Linked DNA regions of Gossypium raimondii: region 2 is linked to region 1. Evidence: chromatin contacts called from public Hi-C data. All regions are on one chromosome and are shown on one strand. The core of a region is the stretch at or near the end of the contact, and the rest is flanking DNA. Distances in the headings are between cores, read along the strand shown.

Region 1 (5,486 bases), core at 1,752-4,251:
TTGATAACTTTGCAAATAAATCCCTAAGATAGTTAGATTAGGTTATTACGATCTTGAAAATATATAAATTACTAAAAACGGGACAAGATTACTTACCCAATTAAGCCAAGTAAGCTTGCTTGAACTGTTTTCTCTTAGCTAGGGTTTCCATAAAAAAATTTGGGAAAGATGATGAAAAAGATGATATTTTCATCATTTAATCAATTATCATCTTTTAATATATTTTATTTCCAATTTCATCCTTTTCTTTAATTAAATTTCCATGGATGAATCATCATCCTTATCTACTAACTTCTCTTAATGGTCTATTTTCCATATAAGGATCTCAAACTTTGAATTCGTAGCTATTTGATACTTATAGCTACTAGAATTAAACTTTTAAATTTTATGCAATTTGGTCATTTTCATCTAATTAAACATACAATCGATAAAATTTTCTTAACAAAAATTTCATAAGATTTTCCTATCATAATTCAGACCATAAAATAATATTAAAATAATTTTCTTTTCAGACTCGGATTTGTGGTCCTAAAACCACTGTTTTGATTTCACTAAAAACGAGCTGTTACATTACCGAAGTGAGCTAATCATCCATAATCGAGATTTGATTTACTAACCTCTTTTGTCTCTTGAGTTTTATTTATTTTATGTAATTTTAGTATTATTATAAAATCCATAAAAACTCTCTTTTTTCTTTTGTACTATAATTTATTTAAAAGTACTAATTAGGTCTTTTAGTGTTTAGGTTAGAATAGATCTAGCACTCGCCTCCCTTGGGTACGATCCTAGGAGTACTTACCTACTTTGTTGTAACACTATGTTACAACTCGACCCATATACTTGCGGATACCACATTGTCATTCTATATTTTATTATAGTATTCACAGTTTGGATGTTAGTACGTCCGAAGGCGGTCACCTAATGTCTTCCAACTCGTGGGGCAATCCTACATAACTTGACTTATGGTTCCACTTGTACAAACGATATATTAGGTGAAACATATGATAAATAAAAACATTTACTGCACAAACTACATATTTATTGATAAATGATGTTTACCTCGTCACCAACGGGAACGTGTATAGGTTGGTGACTCTAGGACATAGAAATAGTATTCGCCACTAAGCCCACAACTGCATTAGCATCAAGAAACCACCGATCGACATCTTATCCGATTGTATTACCCGACAAAGCTCCTAATATAACGTCGATAACACGGCAAATCCCCAACTTAGTTTTGCACATTCACTGAAGTCAATTAGATGTAGAAGCCACCTTACATGTTCCAAATTTCTAGATTTATTGGGCATTAAAATGCCCTCGGTTAACCTTATGATAAATGCTCGAGCATACTGTTGTATGACCTTCTCCGTTGCATCGTTGGGAAGCTTATCGAAAATTTTCTCCAACCAATTGATCAATATCCGACCTTTGAACCTGTTCGGGACCTTCCCCAACATTGCCATGCAAAGGTCCACTTTTCTCTGAACCAACGTTGATCCTGTGATGACTGGCCCATCCACTAGCAGATCGAGCTGTAACGCTACGTCCTCGAGTGTGATTGTACACTCACCGCATAGAAGGTGGAAAGTGTGTGTTTCGGGCATCTATCTTTCCACCAACGTGCTAATTAACATGGGATCGAGTTTGTAGCTCACTTGCATGCGAGACTCATGCAAGAATCCAGGCTCTTGTAGGTACCCACGAATTTCAGGGATCGGAGGCTCCCGAGTATTATATATGAACGCCTCCAGCACACGATTGTCCGCCTATTTATAACATAAAAAATTATTTAGATTTATAAAAAAATATTTAACATAATTAAAAATATCAAGAATTTAAAAATAACGAATTACCATTGCTATTTGGGTGGTGGAAATATGGTTTGTCGCCGAAGCGGATTAGAGAGGCATCCATTCTCGAGAAATTGATTCGAACGAGTAAAATATGATATAATTAAAAAATAGTATTTTAAATGAAAATATAAATAAATTTTGAATAAAAAGTTTGAGAGAGTTTGAGAGAAGGATGTGAATGAAAAAAATGAAAATTGGGAGGTATTTATAGGTTAAAAAAGTTATTGTTAGGTTTTAAATTTTTTTTACCGTTTGGCGCAGCAACGGTCAAAAAATCGTTGCAGTTTACCATTAAGGGAAAGCACATCCAACTGGGCGCGTTTTCTTTATCTGTGGAGAAAACGCGCCCAGTTGGATGCACTTTCACCTTCTCTCTCCTAAAATCGGTCTATTTCCCTAATTAATGTTAAAATTAGCCTAAAGGCCTAATTAAAAAAATTGGCCTATAGCCCTTATTTAGCCGAAAAAATGTATTTTTGATTTATGATTTTATTGATTTTTAATTGATTAAAGGAGCAGAGAAGAAAAGATGACACGAAAAGTTGAGAATGCGAAAAAGGCAATGTTCTAGAGATTTTTTTCCTCAAAAATAGAATTGGTATTAATTAAATTTAAGTCCCTTGAATTACTTGAATGCAAAAATAACTTTACGTACAATGACACATGAAATCTTATCATTGGATCACGTGCTTCAATAGGTTAAAAATTATCACTGTTTATCAAATGTAAAAATAATTTTTTTGAAAAATTTAGGTACCACGTTAGAAGATTTGTCTAAATTTAGATCCCAAATGTTATCCTTATAATTCTTAATTTAAATATAATAATAAAATATAAAGATTTGAAAGGTTAAAATTAAATAAAAATAAAGTGGCATTAGTTTTTTTTATATTTATACAAAGATATCAAAGTTTGTAATGTAAACTAACCAACCAACCTTATCTATGGACACAATGGGTTGAAGTACTACCTACCGCAAGCCACGCAGAAAGATTCTGTTTCCGAACATCAGAACTCAAAAATATCCGAATCCATCCTTGAATTACCCTTACTACCCCCAACATCTCACAATTAAATGACCTTAGTACCCTCAAATTACAGGTGTCAGCTCCCAACTGAACAGATATAAACTCCCAAAACCCTAGCATTCTCTACTCTTTCTCTCTCTCTCACTCACTCACTCGCTTTTGTCCCCGTAGATATCAGAGGGAAAACACAAAAAAAACAGAACTAGGGTTTTAAAGAGAAAGGGAGCAAAAGTGAGAGAGAGGAGAGAAGAGGCAGAAATTTTTAGGATTAGGGTTTTATTATATTGTTCTCTAGGGTTTAGAAAATGGTGGCCGACAAAGGAAAGAAGATGAAAGTAGCAGAGAAAGTAGAGGAAGAGAACCATGATCAAATAGATGGAGACCTCGTCATTTCCATCGAGAAGCTTCAAGAGATCCAAGACGAGCTTGAGAAGGTCCATTTTTATCTACATGCCGCTTTTTCATTTATATAATGCGTGTATATGCTGATTTCCTTTTTCTTCTCATTTCTCCCTTGTTTAAGGTGTATGAGCTGGAAAATTAGCAAATTTTAGAATTTTTTAAATAAAAAATTTGGATTTCCTTGTGTTTTTTTATGGTATAATGTTAATTGAATGATGTTTTAAGTGTCAAAGTATTGAATTTGCTGTAATTTCAATTGCGGGTCGATGAAATAGATGTTTAAAATTTACTGCTCTGGTCGTTAATATTTGTACTTTATCGGCTTTGTATGCTGTTTTTATGTTGGGTTCATCTGAATTATTGTGCTAAGCTTTGTTTTATATGTATATTTATTTGGTGATCTAATGTTGATTGTTAATTCTTGCATCTGATCATCTTTGTAGTATGATTGAGTCCTTTAATGTTTTCTTCCGTGTATCTAAGTGTCCCCTAGCTTTGTTAAGCACAATTTTGATTTCTTCTTTTATTTGTGAAGTTACTTTGGATTATTATGTCTTATTGCGAGGCAGGTGATTTAATGTGGCTATGCTTGCTTACAAGCGTACAGATGAAGTGGTAAATGTCACATGTGGTGTTTCTGATTGTAAGTTTTTCGGTTCTGTTTTTTTGGTTGTAGATCAATGAAGAGGCAAGTGAGAAAGTCTTGGAAGTGGAGCAGAAATACAATGAAGTTCGCAAACCGGTCTATGATAAGCGGAATGAAATCATCAATTCAATTCCTGATTTCTGGTTAACAGCTGTAAGTTATTCTGTTCTTCCCATTTTAATATGGTGAACAATTTGTTAAATTTGTTTACATGTTCAGAAGAACGTATTAAATTGACTTGCATTCTTCATGTGCAGTTCTTGAGCCATCCTGCTCTTGGTGATCTTTTGACTGAAGAGGATCAGAAGGTTTAATGTCACTTCTTTCCCAAAATGAACTTATCATTTTGCGCTTATTTTACTTTCCAACATTGATTTTTGATTTTATTTTTTATAGATGTTTCTTGATGTTTGCCTGAATTTTGTGAATTCTTTCTTATTTTTTAATCTTCTTCTTTTCAATTATTATTCTTGGTAGATATTCAAATATATTAACTCACTTGAAGTGGAGGATTTTAAAGATCTGAAATCTGGATACACTATCACATTTGTAAGTTTATTCAGATTCTTATTCTTACCTTATTTTTGGTGATTGAAGTTGCTCTTAATTTCATTTGCTTGCATTGAACTACTGTTAGAAGAAACATAATTCATACTCTAATATATCTGATGATTTGTTGACCGGCTTTATTATAATTTTTCAGAATTTTAATTCCAATCCGTACTTTGAAAATACAAAGCTTACAAAGACCTTTACCTTCCTTGATGATGGAACCAAAATTACTGCTACCCCAATCAAGTGGAAAGAGGGCAAGGTAAGACGTTCTCTTTTGATGACTATCCTGCTTCTTGTTTTATGTTTTCCTTGGATATCATATGAAATTATTTTCCTTAAATGTTAAGGGCTTGCCAAATGGAGTTAATCATGAGAAAAAAGGAAACAAGCGACAACTTGCCGAAGAAAGGTTTGTTTATCATACCCATCAGTCAATTTTTCTCAGGCTTAGGACTTGAGTAACATAAAACTTGAGATCAGTTTATTAATATCTCCATCACTCCATGCTGTGAAATGCAGTTACTTTGTGTGGCGTGCTATGTTATAAGAGTTGGATTGGTGGTTGGACTGGTCAGACAGCCGGTTACTAGTCCAACCAGTTGAGCAATAGTTAAATAAATAATAAAAGTTTAAAAAAACATAACCAATTGGACTGCCTTTTTCTGGTCATGGTTCCCAGTTTTCTTCCGGTTCATAGCAGTTTGCTCTATTCGTGGTTATATATCATTGTCAAACTGTTTGGACTACTGGTTCCCAGTTCAACCGGCTGGTCCAGTCCGCTTCTGACAATACTGGTGGTGTTTTTATAACTGCTATGTATTTATATATATATGCATGTATATATTTGAAATTTCTTATAATATGTTGTGAAGTTCATATGCATTTATGCCACTTGTATTTGATCCTTCATTTATGAGTCACACTGCAAACCAATTCTGTATTGTGCTAAATTTTATCAACATATAACGCAGCTTCTTTACCTGGTTTGCTGATGCTCAG
Region 2 (5,486 bases), core at 1,607-4,106, 130 kb before region 1:
TCATAGTGTCTGCTAGCAGGACCCTCGCATTACCAGAAATTTTAAAACTCCCCCTCTTTCTCAAATTATCTTGCTGATGCCACCATTAGAACGAACAATACCCTTAATTCCTGACCCCCTCCCTTTCGAAGTCGAGGTTCCTTTACCTCTTCCAACCGTGATACCAGTTTCAAGAGGCTTGGCATGATTAATTCCTCCATTATCCTTGAAAGTAAAAGCCGAGTGATTTTTTGGATTAAGAAATTCACTATTTAAATCCACCACTAAATCAACCAACCCATCAAAAGTGGGGTTAAAGTGGGCATTTATACCCAAGGGAACCGACCCCTTCCCAAGAATTTAATAAAATCAGTTGAGAATCAGATTTGGAACAATGACCTTTTCATCCTTTCCATTTAACGCACTACTCGAACCAGCTTGTTTTAAAAATTCTAAAAAATTCGCTTCACACACATCCTGTTCCTTGGAATTTTTCGTCTGATTTAGGTTCGTTTGTTTGCCAGTAAAATATTTTCTGAAAAATAATTTCTCGAAAATAATTTACTTTTCTAGAAATAATTTACTTTTCTGATGTTTGGATGAATCTGTGTAAAATATTTTTTGTTGTTTGACAGATTTCCTGAAAATATTTTCCGGAAATCCTAAATATAATAAATTTTATATTTAATACAATAAAATTTACATCAATAGTGGAACGAAATACAAACCGAGAGCTTTTTCAGAAGCAAATTGATTAATTGGAAACCAGTTGACGAGATTGTTTTACATGTAACAAACAGGGTGTATTAAATAAAAGAGCAAGCATCCTTTGGAAATGAATAAAAGTAATGTGGTAGACTGAAAAGTAGAAACCATTTGAATCCACCCAATCCTCAACCTTACGGTCGCCTTGAAAATTTTGAGAAATCTGAGCGTCTACGCTCCACATATGCTATTTTCCCCTCGTTCCCTTCTTCAGTTCCATAAAATATGAGTGTCGCATTTCCACCAACTTCCTGAAAAAATGTAAAGGAAATGAAACAAGTGAATTTTCAGATTGAACAGTTTTTTTAAAAAAAAAAAAAGGGTTGCTTATGATTCGAATCCAGATCAAACACACTGCTCAGATTGCATGTAAGACGAACAACGAGTATCATGCGAAATAAAAGCCTCCATCTTTCTCGTTGCTTACCAAACGGGACATTATGTTACTTCCATAACCAGCATCAAAACTTCCCACCTGCGGCATATCCAATCAGATAATTCCAATCAGGGCAACAAATTTACAAGCATGTAGCATCAGCACCACCATCCAAAGATGAAAATTACAAAAACAACAAAGTTGGAGCAACAGAAAATATGATTTGTAAGCACCTTGGGACCAGTTTGACCGAAAATAGCATTATCTGCAGCAATGGTCAGATCACAAACCATATGTAAAACATGCCCTCCTCCAACAGCATAACCAACAACCTGATTTATAAGAATGACAACAATTTAAATAATGAAAACTAATGTAATCCAACAAAAAATAATCACTGTCACTAATTATTTTAGAAATAGAAGAAAAAAGATTACCATTGCTATCACTGGTTTTGAAAAAGATGCATGCAAGGGAATGTAACAACTTGCCAAGAGAATAGTCCATAAGTTCCTTATAGCACTACACTAAACATGTAATACTACAGGTATGCTTATGCCAATGAACCAATGTTCAAAAATTTTGTACTAAACCATAAAAGCTAATATGTGTTTTACTGTAAGTGCAGAGCAGAATAAACTTCCATTCAACAATCCAATTAATGACTTTCATCATGCCACAGTTCAAGCAAACCATAAAACTTCATGAGCATAAATAAGAAAGAAAGGTTCATTGGATTAATGACAACTAGGAATTTTTTCAATCAAGCTTTATCACTCTGGAAGTGGTGTAACAATGTCGACAATGCCACTGCTAAAGCCCCCAATAGTGATGTGAACAATTTAACAACTGATTGTAGCTGCAAATAACAGTATAACACAAAATACTAGCGATACCAGTCCAGAATTTAAAGCTAAACCAATACCTTTTATGATATGAAACACAGTAACAAGCCGCAAGATGGAAAATAGAAAATCAAATACAGCAAAGTGATGCAGAGGTAGAAAGTAGACAACTTAATCGAACCATAACTAAAAAATCTCATTACTCAATACTCAAGTAGAAACTCAAAAATTTAAGACCCAAAATAAGAAAGCAAAATGCATCAGGGGATTGACAACTAGGAAAATTTTCAATCACTATAGAACCAAGACTGAAAACCCAGTCAATGTGAAGGAAACCTTTACCATATGCTAAATATCCAGATCAGACCTCTTCGACCAAAAACAATAATGGATTGGTTTTTACGGTTTTTCTAAAATTCAGTAAAAATTCACTTACAAATTTAACAGACCCATTTCGAGTGAAGTAACCTTGATAAAAAGAAGACTGAGATTATACCTTAATAGGACTGTGGCTGCTAATTTTTTAGGGTTTCTTCAAAATACAGACTTGGTAAGGACGACGGTCGACCGACAGAGAAGAGGAGGCAGAGATGATGAGGTGAGGCCAACGAACAGAGATGAGGAGGAGAGGCGGAGGCTGATGGACAGAGGAAGGGAGAACCACTGCGATGAGAGTGAAGAGAAGAGAATGGAAAATGTCTTACATGTTAAGAATCGGTAAGACCTTTTTCGGAAATTATGAAATGATTTACTCGTATTTTGGAGAATGTTTTCCTATAGAAATTCATTTTCCAGCAAACAAACACAGTAAAATTTAGAAAATATTTTCTGGAAAACATTTTCACCCTAAACAAATGGACCCTTAGTCCCACTATGACTTCGGGGACCTGCTGTGAAGAAGAGGAAATTAAGTCAAATTTTAAAGCAATCTCAATTGGATCAGAAAGCTTACCTGGACTTTCGTGTGTGGGCCTTGAATGGGTTCTTATTTCTATTAATCCTGGTCCGTTGCCCTCCATCACATCAACGTTACCAACAGGCCCATAAGACTGGCCCACTTTGCTTAAAACAGGCTACTCCTTAGCCGATTCCCCCATTTGTGAAAGTGACTTTTTTTTTTTTTTTTAAATTCTCCTATATGGGACATGACCCACGAAAATTCCTCCATTATCGCTCCATTCATGCCATCTCCAATCTTCGACAAAACATTAAATCAGAAGCCCATCCCTTGTTTAGGCAATATTTTTGTTGTTAGATTCTCATTACCCCTTGAATTCTTCCGAGATTTTCTTTCAACGAACATCCATGGGCCAAACGATTCCGGCGACTCCTTCATCTTCTCCTTCTCCGGTAAGTCCACTATGACTGCTTCTTTGGCCATTTCACCATCCATCACAGTTTCTTTGGAAGGGAAAAGATCACGCACGTGGCTATATCGGCCACACAAAAAGCAAACCGCCAGCAGCAACTCGTATTCAACGCGTTGCACCATGCCGTTGATCAAAACATGTGGTATGAGCGGTTTGTTTAGATTGATAAAAACCGCCGTACAGGCAAACCGTCCTCTGGATCCACAATCTGTTTTAAAGTCAAGTTTAGTCACCTTACCAATTAGACTGCCGATTTCTTCCAAAATTTTCCTCTTATAAAAGACCCCCGGTAAAGTAGGAAAACGAACCCAAGCCATGACATGATTCGGGAACGGCTGAAGGGGATTGAAATCTGGACTCCACGGTTGAACCGTGAGGTATTGTCCAAAGACAGTCCACGGCCCCTGAGTGAGCGCCTTTTCATAATCGTCCTTACTCTGAAATTTGACTAGATAATAGTCATTCTCAACGTGATGTGAAGGCTTCCAGAGACTTAAGGATCCGATTTTGCAGTGTGGAATAGGCTAAATTACATCCCAACAATTTCACCACCACCGTGGTTGCCATGTCTCTAATCAAAATCTGTTGGATTCTCTTAGAGAAGTTGGTCGTGGGAACTCCATTAATCGTAGTCTTCGTGACATCGCCCTCTAATAACTCAAGATCCTCCTCTCCGGTAGAGCCATGATTTCCCCTTCTCAGCAATTTATCTTTCCATGACTCCACCTGCATTGGAGTCGAATCCACAGCCATAAAACTTTCAATGTTTGTTGTGGGATCCTTAAAACGAACTTTTTTTTGTATTAAGATCTTCATTTGAAATACCCGATCAAGTTTTCCGACATGATAAAAAGAATATGAGAAAATATTGTTACGCTGCTAGTGGAGTTTAGATTCTATAATCAAAATTAGAGGTTGACAAGTGTTTTAAAGGAAGAGACTTGTCAATTTTGTAAGAACGTTTGTAGAACAAAAAAAAAAAAACATTTCATATAAATATATATAAAACATCAAATAATATTGATTTTAACAAAATATTATATTAAAAAATATTCAAGGCTTAGTGCAACTTGATTTGTTTTCTAAATTTATGATATATTAGATTGGGTTGTTTTTACATATTATGTTAAAATTAAATATATTATAATATATAATAATAATTACCCAACTATTTTACCATCCAGGGCATATCAATGTGCCATGGGTCTTGGCTTGTAGCTTAAATTATACCATTATAACTTTAGTCTCTTTTAAATAGTAATAATTCAATATATTCCCTTTAAACCTCTAGAATTTTTTTTTTCCAATTTTATTTCGACCCATCCCACAATTCTGTCTTTGCTCGTAGATGAAATGAAGGAGCTTATCGAAGTAAAAAGTTTTCTGACGTGAAGGAAATAGAATACAAGAATGGCAGATGATGAGGATAATATTCCTGTGTCCTATTTACAACATCGACGGAGTGATGGAATTATAAACAGTCAAATGAGGAAGCTCTTGACTGTCAAATATTTAATCCCTGAAAATACAGTTGCGCTTCTATATCTATAGAGGCCTGCATTAGTACAATCATTGGTGGGTGACCTCAAACTGCAGCCATGTTCCACTTGTCACCACACCATCCATATATACCAATTATCATCAACTATTGGTGCATAATGTCGAAAACTAAATGAAAGATAATTCCCCCATGTCATTAAATTGGTTCAAATATATAATCTACGAGATGATTTGTTAATCCATGCCCCACCTCATTAAAACATGGAACGTTGCAGCCCTACCCCTACCCCTGCCCCTGTGCCTCTACATATACATAATTCATGCCAACTGATCTGCCGGTCCTTCCTCGAATCTTGAATTGCATAAATCAACCGAGTTAAATCCGGTGTGTCCTCGTCCTATAAACTTTCGTTTAGAGTTTTCCTATGGAGCCTGCGAATCAGCATCCGGAACCAAGAGATGAGATCGAAGAGGGTGAAATCGGTGTCTTCGGTGCCGAAAAATACTTCAACATGGAGCTCGATGATGGTGAGTGTCCCAAGCTTTATGACAAGTATTCGAACCAAATCGATCTTCATCATATGACTCTTAGTGCAAGTTCAGAAACCAGTTGGAACATCCAATCTGTTTCGTTACCGAATTTTACAAGGA

The links. A called contact is a pair of places that touch in the nucleus more often than the background predicts.
Region 2: a contact with region 1 is called in a Hi-C map of leaf, with 2.0 times the contacts expected there. The contact joins the promoter of LOC105788411 here to the promoter of LOC105788405 in region 1. A contact is called at or near these places in 2 of 2 Hi-C or Micro-C datasets (both in leaf).

The regions. Positions count from the first base shown.
Region 1 is chr2:32,499,682-32,505,167 of ASM2569854v1, reverse strand. LOC105788405 (NAP1-related protein 1) reads left to right here and starts at 3,001. Exons shown (of 11, transcript XM_012615296.2): 1 at 3,001-3,318; 2 at 3,963-4,085; 3 at 4,190-4,240; 4 at 4,410-4,481; 5 at 4,636-4,746; 6 at 4,835-4,896; 7 at 5,459-5,486. The coding sequence starts at 3,190.
Region 2 is chr2:32,630,561-32,636,046 of ASM2569854v1, reverse strand. It overlaps LOC105788411 (1,4-dihydroxy-2-naphthoyl-CoA synthase, peroxisomal), which reads right to left and starts at 2,856. Exons shown (of 4, transcript XM_012615305.2): 1 at 2,462-2,856; 2 at 1,354-1,452; 3 at 1,172-1,219; 4 at 715-995. The coding sequence starts at 1,413. The coding sequence ends at 879. LOC105788410 (protein PHYTOCHROME KINASE SUBSTRATE 3) reads left to right here and starts at 4,531. Exons shown (of 2, transcript XM_052627238.1): 1 at 4,531-5,486. The coding sequence starts at 5,261.